2 separate regions of the Mus musculus genome follow, and region 1 is linked to region 2. A link is a contact called in public HiChIP or PLAC-seq data. All regions are on one chromosome and are shown on one strand. The core of a region is the stretch at or near the end of the contact, and the rest is flanking DNA. Distances in the headings are between cores, read along the strand shown.

Evidence for each region. HiChIP or PLAC-seq counts read pairs in DNA pulled down with a chosen protein or histone mark.
Region 1: a contact with region 2 is called in an H3K4me3 HiChIP or PLAC-seq map of bone marrow-derived macrophages, with 2.3 times the contacts expected there. The contact joins the promoter of Snx7 here to the enhancer-like site in region 2. A contact is called at or near these places in 1 of 39 promoter capture datasets (embryonic stem cells), 1 of 15 datasets of contacts at CTCF or cohesin (the NIH/3T3 cell line), 1 of 484 Hi-C or Micro-C datasets (nephron progenitors), 2 of 115 datasets of contacts at active chromatin or transcription factors (bone marrow-derived macrophages and embryonic stem cells) and 2 of 9 other capture datasets (embryonic stem cells and pancreatic islet).

Annotation. Positions count from the first base shown.
Region 1 is chr3:117,865,248-117,870,979 of GRCm38.p6, reverse strand. It overlaps Snx7 (sorting nexin 7), which reads left to right and starts at 2,044. Exons shown (of 9, transcript NM_029655.3): 1 at 2,044-2,236. The coding sequence starts at 2,075.
Region 2 is chr3:117,800,528-117,806,690 of GRCm38.p6, reverse strand. Snx7 (sorting nexin 7) reads left to right here. Exons shown (of 9, transcript NM_029655.3): 8 at 5,698-5,850. Among named protein-coding and RNA genes, the nearest start is that of Gm52614, 52 kb to the left of the region's middle. Within about 2 kb of position 2,555, at least 12 of the 459 cell types and tissues checked have an H3K27ac peak or open chromatin away from gene starts, as enhancers often do. A contact at or near this core is called in bone marrow-derived macrophages, where this site is marked.

The DNA.
Region 1 (5,732 bases), core at 795-3,294, 65 kb before region 2:
GGTTGAGTATCAGATTTGCCTGTTGGAGACTGAGGAGTGAATTAATTATAGTAGAATTTTCCTATTTCCTCTTATTGTCCTCCCCTTCCCCCCTCCTTTCATCTTTGATGACAAGGATCAGTATGATTTTCTCTGCCTTGTGAAAATTCATGATACCAGATGACTTGAGTCAAGCATGGGGGATAAAGGAATAGAACAATGGGACCATTTTTAATGACAATTGTAGGGATGTTCTTTAAAAAAAAAAAAAGCATAATGCTGATATCAGGGACAAATCAGGGATATCCTTGTCCATAGCAACATGGGAAGGTGGTTTGGCTGTTCAAAACCAGACAATACTCCCCAATGTATTTACATTAATGCACAGGGCATGTTTTAGGCTGTGATTTGAGCTGTGTATCTGCCATTTTTTTCTATTGATCTTTCAGAGTCTCTTTTATTTATTTATTTATTTATTTATTTATTTATTTATTTATTTATTTTTTTATGCTGTCTGGGTAATTCTGTGAGTCACAGTATCATTAAGAGTTTCCTGGTTCAAAGTCTGCCAATTAGAAACTTCAGACGTCTCTCCATAGCGACAGTAAGATCAGAGAGGAAAACATAAATTGTTTTAATAACTTGCATCCTTTGTAGGGCTCAGCAAAGAGTCATTTTGAATGAGTATGTCTCATAATGCGCTTTACTAAGATATTTCATGGTTCTCAACCTAAAACCCATTATGGTTTGTTTACTAAGGAATGTAAGACACACAATCTGTATGATAAAACCAAAGGAGAAACTGGGACCAGACTGTCATTTCACAAGTCTTACTAAAATTGATGGGACTATAGATAATTCCTGGAAGACTGGCAGAACACAGTATTTTGAGGACACCAACCATAAGGCAAAGGAACATTTTGTACATTTAAGTAGCCGGTGACCAGGCTGGATGCTATGTGGGTCATATCCTGAAACACACTGGAGGTCCTTAAATAGTTAAAAGGGGATATATTGAGGAACTGTCTCAACCAGAAATAAAAATATTTAAATTGGGAAGCTTTTTATCTGTTTCCCCTCTCTGTTTTCTTTTTTCAACCTATGTTATAATTAGCTGGCCTCAAAGTGCAAGTCCTCTTGCCTCAGTCTACCCTGTGTTGAAATTACAGTCAAGCATTCCCATATTTGGCTCTTACAGGAATCTTCATTTAGAAATTTAAAGAGAGAGAGAGAGAGAGAAAGAGAGAGAGAAGACCAAAAGGAATAAATAATAAAAATGGAAGCTAGTTCTAACATATATCAATTAGTACTCAATTTTTCATTAACTTTGAATCTATAAAAACCAAGCAATGAACAACTAAATAGTTCCAGCTTTGCACTGGCTGTATGAAAAGGCATGCAAGATTGTTTCTTTCTCCTTGCAATACCCAGGGCTGCTGGCAGACCTTGGAGCTTGGAAACATTCTTGCACATTAACTTCAGGAAGAGTTCCAGGAGAAAGCTATGTTAGAAAGTAGCTGAAAATAATTGTTCAGCCTCAGCTTCCTTAACTCGACAGTAAAAGGACAACAAAATCCAATCGATGGGAAAAAACAAACAAACAAACAATTGAAAACCAGGAGGTTCAGATGTCTTTAATTTTTGCATTAGTCTCTGTAAAGACAGACTTGAGAATGGGAAAAAAAGTCACAACCTGGGAAAAGGGCACTTTTCAGAACAGGAAATCAAGCTGGGTCAGCTGGTTGTGTATATAGATCCTGCCACTTCACGCACAAACCTGGTGGCCCTTGGCTGTGTCAGGGCGAGAACACCACCTCCTGTCCTCTGTATCTCCATGGCCCACCCTGGCGGTGTTCCTAGAGTCAGAATTTAAAAGTCGGGCTGTAGATCTGAGCCAGGTTGTGGCTGGGCAGGCCCCACCGCTCTCCCGCCCCGGCCCGGCCCGGCGCCGCGGGCTCCCGCAGTTCCGCGTCTGCGCACGGCCGAGGGGCAGGAGCTGGGCTGGCCAGGGAGGCGCAGGGCGCCTCGGGAGCCAATGGGCGCGCGCGGGGGAGCCGGGCTGGCAGAGGCGGCCGGCTGGGCGCGCACTGCCGGGATGGACGGCGAGCGCCTGGCGTCGGGCTCCTCGGAGCTGGCGGTCGGGGAGAGCCCGCGGGGCGGCGCCCCGATCCCGAGTGGCAGCGGTTCCTGCAGCCTGCTGCAGGCCGATGTGCTGGATCTGGACGAGGACGAGGACGACCTGGAGGTGTTCAGTAAGGTGAGGGCAGGGGACGTGGCCATGGCCGTGGTGGCGGGGACTGCCTGTCCAGGGAAAGTTCCAGGGTGACTCAACTCTCCAATGGAGCTGGAGCTGGGGACAGTACCTCCAAGGCTGAACTAGTCGTTCCCTCCTCTTCACTTTTATCAGTGGCAGGGCCAAGGCTCATGGAGTCTGAAAAGTTCTGATTTTTTTTTTCTCTCTTCGTCTTTCCATTTTTCCTTGCTTGACAGCGACATTCCTCACCGTGTGCGGGTGGCCTGAAACTGCTTCTCCCTCCCCCCCCCCCAGCTCCTCCCCCTCCCCTAGGCTTCTTGACAATCCTAAAGTCCAGGAGAGCAATTGTGATTGCCTTAGTGCAGGGAGGTGGTTTTTGATTTACTGTTGTTATGTGTAAATGGGAGAGTTGAGTCACATTCTAAGAGAGTCTGGAAACCTGTGACCATTGGGTGTAGAAATCCTTTCAGGATTGAGAAAGCCTAGCCTCTACCACAGGCACAGCTGAAGACTTTAAATTGGGCAGTTATTCTGGTCCAACCCTCAGCTCCAGTCTGCATATTTCCTTCCCATTTGCCTTGGAAATCTAGCCTCAAAGGCGCTCCCTGGCTAGTGATATAATTAGACAGAAATGGACATACCGGCAGTAGTGGTAGACTTGATGCAAACTTGCCCTTCCTGAAAGTTGGAAACAACAACAAAAAAATACCTTTCTTTTGGCACAGTCCCAGTGTCACAGCAGTTTTTCAAAAGTGCTCAGTGGGAACATTGGATCAATGACTATTCAGTAGTGACATGTTGCCTTGAGATGTTACATGAGCCCACCAACTTAAAACTGTTAAACAGAAGTTAGCAAGTAACCAACACCCTTGGACTCCAGTGCGGAGCTCACAAACATCGTTTTGCACCCCTAGAGCATGTGAGATTGGACACCCAGTTGCATTCTAAGTAGATGGTATATCAGTTATGTGTGCTTAGTCTTTCTTTGTATTTGAATTATAAAACTGGGATTATTTCACATTTAGTTTCAATACTATCAAATTTTAATATCAATGTGTGTGTTTATGCACTCATACCTTTGCGTGCATACATACTCTCCTTTGTGCACAATTGGAGATCAGAGCTCAGCCACCATGTGGGGTCCAGGGGATTGAATCCAGGTCAACGGGTCCCATAGCAAGCACCTTACTGAGCCATCCAGAGTCCCAATACTGTTTTTTTTTTCTTTTCTTTTCTTCATTATACACACACTTTATGTTCAGATCAGTGTGAAACGTACAAACGTGAGAATGGAGTGTTGAGATTGGAAGTTGTCTATCAAAATAGTCTGGAATTGCTCTAAACTCTCCAGGTAGCCTCTTTTTTTCTAGGCTTTGTATCCCAGGACTCCCTTGGAAAATCCCCATCTTAGTGAAGCCCTGTGGTTAGAGATGCTTCTGAGGTGGCAGAGCTATTTATTTGCGTGGGTCCACGGGAATGTTGGGGATTGCTGAAGTTATAGATGTTCTCTGTGAGAAGGAAATGACGGATTGAAGCCAGAAGCCGTTTGAGAAGCACATTCTTCTGACATTGCGTAAAGCAGTATCAGAATAGGGGAAATCTCCGCAGGAATCCAGCCGTTCGCCGAGCTTTCTTTTTAAAGGTTATTATTGGAAGGCATACACTCCACAGACAGCTGTACTGGTGGTTTTGTATTCGTCTAAAAAAAAAAATATGGGTTTCCAGACCTTGTATGTTGCAGACATGCACAAATGCTCCCAGCCTTCTCGCTGCTGCTTAGCTTCTTGGGCTTGCTGCCTAGAGACCGTTAAGAACTATGCCCTTAGAAGTTGGAAAGGATGGGTGTAATACTGGTTAAAGTCTACAGAGAACACTATGCTGGAAACCTATTCAGTTACTCCCAGGCTCATTCCAAGTTGTTAAAACTTTCAACCATTAACCACCATTAGACAAGCAAAATGATGAAGGATTCCATTGGACCAATTCTTTCCATATTCCTTCCTCCTCTCCTCCTCTCAGGAGCTCTTCTACCATCCAGCCTACTCCAGGATGGAATCTGTCCAGGAGTTAGAAAGCCAACTCTCACTGCCCCATAGTGCTTTAAGATTGGTGACATTTACTTTGATAAGTCACTTTTTTTTTTCTGTAGACTATTTGTGAAGCCATTCTCTTTCAGATCACTCTAAAGAATAATCACTTTGACTGTTGAAAATATTTTCCTTCCATGGTATAGTCTACACACATGGCAAATACCTGTTCTTCTGTAAAAGGCTCTAAGTATTCTTGGGGAAAACATTCAGTATATATGTTTCTTCCTATCATACTCTCAAAACAAGATGCCAAAATGGACAGACACTAAGCAGCAAAATACCGCAGGGAGAATGGGAAGCAAAGCAACCTGGGTTGAGTTTTCAAAAAGCCACTGGGTAGTAATTGCTATCAAGTCTAAAAGAAGAGGGAAAAAAAGGAAGTGCAGTAAGGTAGTAAGTCTTTAAAAGAATAACTAAAGGAGACCGGAGAATATAGCCAACGGCACAGGGCAATAAGGTAAAAAGAAAATAATATGCAAATAACAGCAATCATGTAAAATTTGTCTTTGAACTTGGCCACTAGGAGATAAAAGAAAAGTTACCTGAAAGAAAAGAGGCTAGTTCCTTACTTTTGGCAGATATAGACATGTGTTATACAGGTGTCTGCTTTGTATACATATTTACATGAGCTTGTGCACTTGAGGACTTGAGGTTGACTTCCAGTATCTTCCTTCCAGTATACTCTCCACCCTGTATATTACAAGGCCACCCAGTGAGGTCAGAGCTGGCATTTTTGCTAGTCTGGACAGGAGAGCCCCTTTATCTTTCTCCTATGTTGGCATTAACAGGCTACTTCCTGTTAACTAATTGGCAGGCTACTTCCAGCCCCACCCTGCCTTTTACTTTGGTTCTGGAGATCAGAACTCTTAATAATTAAGTTGTACAGCTAGGACATTACCTGCTGAGCCACCAGGCAAGTTCAAAGTCTCTTTAGGGACATGTTGAACATTATTTGAAAATTACATATACACACAAAGCTGCCTTTATTTTTATTACACACCATCACATCTACTTACTTTTGAGATGTAGGACTTGTACCTTCAAATACAATAGGTCAATATGCTTCTAAAACATATTAGACCAGGATGCATCAGTGGTAAATAGTGCTTGCTGCTCTTGCAGAGGTCCCCAGCACCCATGTGGCACGGCACGACGTGTAAGCACCCTCAACTCCAGGACACCCTCGTCTCAATAGACACCTCCACATCTACACATGCACACACATTCACACATAGTCATATGAACTAAAAACCAAAAAAGCTCTTAAAAATGGACCATAAAGAAGTTTTGAACTATGAGGACCAGGGGCAGATCTAGTTACAATCTCTATCAAGGCCACAGAATGGGTCACTTTGTATTTTGTTTATAAACTTTGGAAAGAAAGAGCTGATCTATAGAAGCCAATATAT
Region 2 (6,163 bases), core at 1,306-3,805:
TTGAGGTCTCCTATCTTGAGCTCTCTTGCCTTAGCAGCATTGAGCTTTACCATCCTTTTGTAAATGAATGGGTTTTAATAGCTATCCAACACTGTGACACTGGGGCAAGAGGGGCAGTTTGCAAGAATGGTCACATCACTACTGTTGCCTTGCCTTGGTTCTTACCCCACCCCGCACCCCCTCACCTACCCCCAACTCCCTGCACCTCCATTTCAAATTCTAAGCCACTCTGACTTTTCTCTGGGTGTCCATACCTAGATGGTCCCACTTCTGCCTTCCGGCCGTCAGTCTCTACTTTCCCTGTGATCTGTTGATTGAATGCTTTCAGGAACTCTTTGTTACACTCAAACCTCCCCATCAATCTTCCTTAAGATTGTAGAGCCACCCACCTGCTCATCCACCACTCTGCTGCTCCTAGTCTAGGTCCCAACGATAAAGAGCCACCCTCAGTTCTTATGATGCTCCAGAGTAAGGGAGTGTCTGGGAACCTGTGCCTTGCAGTACACTTCACATGAACTGTTCCTCACATTGTCTTTAACCGGTTGCTTTGTAGTCCTCCTGTCAGCAAGGGGTTTGTGAGGACTACTGCTATTCCCCATCTTTTAACGCCTCAGATAGACTACATATAGCTGACTGAAAACCACAGAGCGGGTGAGTGGGTGACTGAGTGAACGAGAGCACATGCCACACCTACCTTGTTCTTTTGCTGAATAATTTTCTGAGTTCCTACTTCCAACCCACTGTTTTCCTGTCTTCTCTCCTCCCTCCTGTCTCTTTTGGCCACCGAGTCTATTCTAGTCAACACACAATCTTGTCTGCTCTAGACAAAGCCTCCAGTGTTTACCCCTGCAGCTTCCATTCCACATGCAGCCCATGCTACCTCCCCTACTGCATCTCGTACCTTTCTACTTGTCCACTGCAAACTCTGCCACCATCTCTCCCTTCTGTGGCCCAGTGAAACAGTGTCTGTGCTCATCCTGGGTCCTGCCCTAGGTCCGAGGCCCTGATGGTTAACCTTCTGTCCTGTATCTGTAAATTCATTTGAAGACTTCCCTCCATGATGCAGTGTGTTCTTTCTTTTGGTCATAGCTCTTGGCTTTGCTTTATTCTGCATGCAGGTATCATTATAGATATAATCTTTGAGAGCTGAATTAGTTTATCTTTGATCATCACAGACATGCGAGGGCAGTTCATGGTCACATGCTCTTGGCGTACAGAGAACACATACCTGGCAGATATTGATTTGAAACCCTGTTATGTCTTAGGTCATTGTAGTCTTTGTTAGTTCTTATTCCCAGGCTCCCAGCTTCTAATAGAAAGATAATAAAACCCAATTTATAGTACTTTGATGCAGATTAAATATGATAATATATGCAAAGCATATAACAAAATCACAGCCTATGGCATAAATAGTAATTGTCCATTAGTGCTATTGTTACTATTGCTATAGCTATGTACTGTTAGAAGATCTTGTTTTGTTTCCTGGTATTAATGAGTTTCATTTAACGCTATGGCTAATTTCTAGCAGAACAAAACTGAAACTAGAAGTTACCCATTAGCTTTACTATTAAATATAAACCTTTTCTCATTACCCTCCAATATTCTATTAGTACTTTTTTTTTGGCCTTAGAACATTTTGCAGGTAATTGCTTGCTTTTTAAGGTTTCACCTGACAGAGGACCAATTACTGCGAGTGTTTGTGAAAAGAAAAGTTAGGAGCATATTCAATTCTCTCCACCCAGCCATTTCTGCACTATTTTGCAATCAAGAATTCATATTAAATGAATTCCAAATGATTACAGCTAGCAGAGCCTGCTACTTGTTAGTGCCCAATAGACCAGGACACTGGAAGGGTTTTTTTTTTTTTTTTTTTTTTTTTTTTGGCCTCACGGGTCTAACACATTCTATTTTCTTAAATTTGTTAACTTTTGTTAGACTTCCATATTCTGTCAGAATTCAGACAGATAGACGACTCAGAATACCTAGTCTTTGTAACAAAGCAAGGAACAGGGGGCTGGGATCGAAGCTCAGTTTGTACAGTGCTTGCCCCATAAAGCCCCGCATTAGATCCTCTGAACCTAGGTGTGAGGATACAGATTGTGAAGGCCGTGGGAGGATCACGAGTTCAAGGGCATCCTCTGCTTTGAATTGAGTTTGAGGCCGGCAAAGACAACGTGAAGACTTAGTCTCAAGAAGCAAGTGAGGAATTCCAAATCCACTGAGCATCTTAGGAGAAGAGCATCTCATTAGGCTCTGCTTTCATGGAGCATTACCGTGATGCAGTGCATACCATTCTTTGACTTGCCTGTCTTGTGCTTCTTCTTAAGCAATGTTCTTTTGAAATTAAAGTCACAAGAAGATGATTCATTGTGCAGAAATATTCTCACTTTCCCCTTTTCCAACTGAAATAATGAACTCATCAAGAATAACAACAACAGCAGCAAACTGCAGCAAGGAAAACATCAAGAATTGATCATAGTTATTCAAAGTATATGTGTCATCTTCCATACTGGTCATGACAGAGTGAGAAATAGCACTGGTGACTGAAGTAAGACCCGGGCATTGACAGAAGAACCACACAGTGCCAGAGACCAAAGTAGCAGAAGAGGACCGGATGCTCCGTGTCTCCTGTAGCAGTCAATACTAATGGTGTGATATTCTTGGTAATGATGGTCAAGGACCAACATCTAATATGCAAATTGTTAGACACTATGTGAGTCAGTGTTTTGCATTTCATGTGGTTTTTTTTGAATCTCTATGAAAGGAATGCTATTATTTTTATGTTTGTTTTATGGATGGAAGACTTAGGGCTTCAATCAGGAGCATTACAATATCACATAGGTTATAAAAGGTAGTAGCAGGACTCAACTGGAAGTCAAACCCACTCCCAACCCTCTTTGTCCTGATGCTACATGTTGAGACTCCTGAATTTGTCCCTGAGTTTAGAAGACAACTTCTCTTTATAACTGCAGCATCCCTTGGACAGAGCTAACCATCATCAACCCAACTCTGTTTAAAGGGTTTTAATGCAACAGTGTACAGAGTTACAAAGGGTGATTTTGCTGAAACTTGATCATAGCAGTGGTAACATTTTAACCTTCATAGGAAGGCAAGAAGACAAAATCTAAGAGTGAGATACTGTGTCTCCTCAAGTCAGTTTCTGGAGAGCCCTAAGGCCAGCCATTCCATGCAAGTATATAGTACTGCATAAACTGAAAAGCTAAGCAGAAGAGAGTATGCTCACAGTTGGTGGGTAGACCAATGGACCCTAAATATTTGTTTAAAATCTGTACCCCGGAGCTCTTGACTCTAGCTGCATATGTATCAAAAGATGGCCTAGTCGGCCATCACTGGAAAGAGAGGCCCATTGGACACGCAAACTTTATATGCCCCAGTACAGGGGAACTCCAGGGCCAAAAAGTGGAAGTGGGTGGGTAGGGGATTGGGGGGAAGGGTATGGGGGACTTTTGGGATAGCATTGGAAATCTAAATGAGGAAAATACCTAATAAAAATATTTAAAAAAAAAAAATCTGTAATGGCTCCGCAGCTGGGAAGACTCTAGCCAGCAACTCAGAGGAGTAAGGCTAACAACCTGAAAGCACTTTTTCTCTGGCATGGGTCTTGCTTGAGTTTGGTCTTTTAACAGCTTCACTTAAGGCTCTGGCTGTTAGCACCACTGCCTGTCATTATTAGCTATTCAGTTAGCACTCTGCTGGACATTCTTCCTAAAAGAACACAGTGACTCACAATGTGATTCTTGATGTCCCTAAGATAGTTATTCCTAGGGAAGCAAACAAGAAAAAAAGAACACACGGGGAATCTTAGCACTAAAAAGTGTAAATCTCCCAGTAAGGATAGAGGAGATGTGTGTGTGTGTGTGTGTGTGTGTGTGTGTGTGTGTATGTGTAAAATCTGTTCTTTAGGAAAATAAAGTATAAAATCAAAACACAAATAAAATTTTCTGTTAAAAGAAAAACTCAAGCATCAGTAAAAATATTCCTTACTGGCTTTTCAGCCTTTGAATGTTTTTCACATCATCATTTCTTTGAAAGAAATGCTTCTGAAATGATGTCCCTTTATAAGTCAGTCAGGCCACAAATGATGTACCTTTTAAAACGAGAAAGCGGTGGTGTCATTAACCTGAGAGAGAGGCCATTCCTGCTCATGGCTCCTGACTTAGCTCTGGTTCAGGGAACTCCAGAGCTGCTGCTTCTCTCACCACCTCCAGGGACCTCCTCTGCTTTATAAACCCACCCCAGCGCCTTGCTCGAGTGATGCCAGCCACATGTCCACCTCCAGGTCCGTGCCTTACCCATGCCCTCTGCCCAGACAGCTTTAACCAAGAGAACCCCATGTTTCACTCTCAGATGTCAGCTCTCAACTCTAATGGTATTTTCTTACTTAGATTTCCTTTGGTCACTGTGTCTAAAATTTCAGTAACATTTTTCTCTCTAGCATCTGGACTTCATTTTCTACTTTAGCTTGTATTACAAGTTGATGGTTCATATTTTATTTATTTTGCATATAGTCTGTCTCTCCCCAAGAGAGAATAAACTCTAGGAAAAGCAAGAATTTTTGTCTTATATCTTCAGTGCTGAATCTTCCAGCCCCAGAGGCATGCCTGGTGCAGACGAGACACTTAATAAATTATTCTGAGTATATTAACAAACACATACATATGTGAAATATGTCTCAATGTGCTGAAGGTAAAGACTAAAACAGTGGACAGCATGCTCAAACTTGGTGCGGATGAGGAGGAAAAATGGGAATATTGCACTAAGCCTGTGTAATGGAGGATGGACTGGACGTCAGCCAGGTTGAGATGGTGGACTTGCTTGTGTTCAGTGTGCTGAGTAGTTTTATTTCATTTTGACATGAGATTCAGCTGAAAGGCATCTTTTAATTAGTGCTTGGCATGTGAGAGCCCAGCCCAGCTGGTGGCCCTGGGTTCTATAAGAAAGCAGGCTGAGCAAGCTACGTGGAGCAAGCCAGTAAGCAGTACCCCTCCAGGGCGTCTGCATCAGCTCCTGCCTCCAGGTTTCTGCCCTGACAGCTATCAGTGATGAACGACTGCTGTGTGGCAGTGTAAGCCACATAAGCCTACTCTTCTCCAACTTGCTTTATGGTCATAGCGTTTCATCACGGAAACGGTAACCCCAAACTAAGAAGCAAAACTGTCTAAGTTAATCCTCTGGGCCATCATATTTGAAAACATAATCTCAGTGGCTATGCATGTAGTTCATTTAGCTTCTGGTTTAAAAGAAAATAATTGAAATTGGGAACTGTGATTGAAGCTAAAGTGAAGAACATCCCATATCTACCTAACATAAATATAAATATCATCACCATTAATGATAGTGATGGTGAGAACAATAGAATTAATTCTTTTCCAGATGTGTGCTGCTCAGTTCACTTTGTTTTTTAAATAGTGCAATTGAAGCATAGAGTTTGAGATCTTATCCAAACTGAAGTCCTCATGTGGCAAGACTCTAGAACTGTGCAGCAGAACCTACGGAATACAGCAGTGTGCTTTCTTCTTGTAACTACTGTGTCAAGTCAGCACGTCTGACTTGCACACCGGAAACAGGAGGAGCTACTCTTAACCTTAATATACTAGTGAGACTACATGGACTCAATGAATCCTCCGCACGGCCGGACCACACACATCGACTTACCTTTCTCTGTGGTGTCTTCAGCTTACAGAGGAAATCGGAAAACTTGAAGATAAAGTGGAATGTGCTAATAATGCCCTGAAAGCAGACTGGGAGCGGTGGAAGCAGAACATGAAAAATGACCTCAGGTCAGCATTTACAGACACGGCAGAGCAGAACATCCGCTACTATGAGCAGGTAAGCCCGCGATTCTCGAAAGCACTTCCTGGTTCCGCGGTCCGCTCTTGACTGTCCACCTGCTCTGTTGAAAGAGTCAGGAAAAGAGTCCGAAGTCATAGCCTCCTTGGTGACTCCATTCTGGTGTGGTTCCCCCTCTGTTGATTGCTCTGGAAGGATTACAGTCCTCAACAGAGGGTTGCATGCTCCTGATGGTGCCCTTACTTTCCTCTTTTCTATGTCTATCTTACAAAGAATTTGCAAAGAAAGAAAAACAGCAGATGTTTGACGGAGCACAGAATCAATCCACAGCTGTCCCTGAACCCCGTGTTTT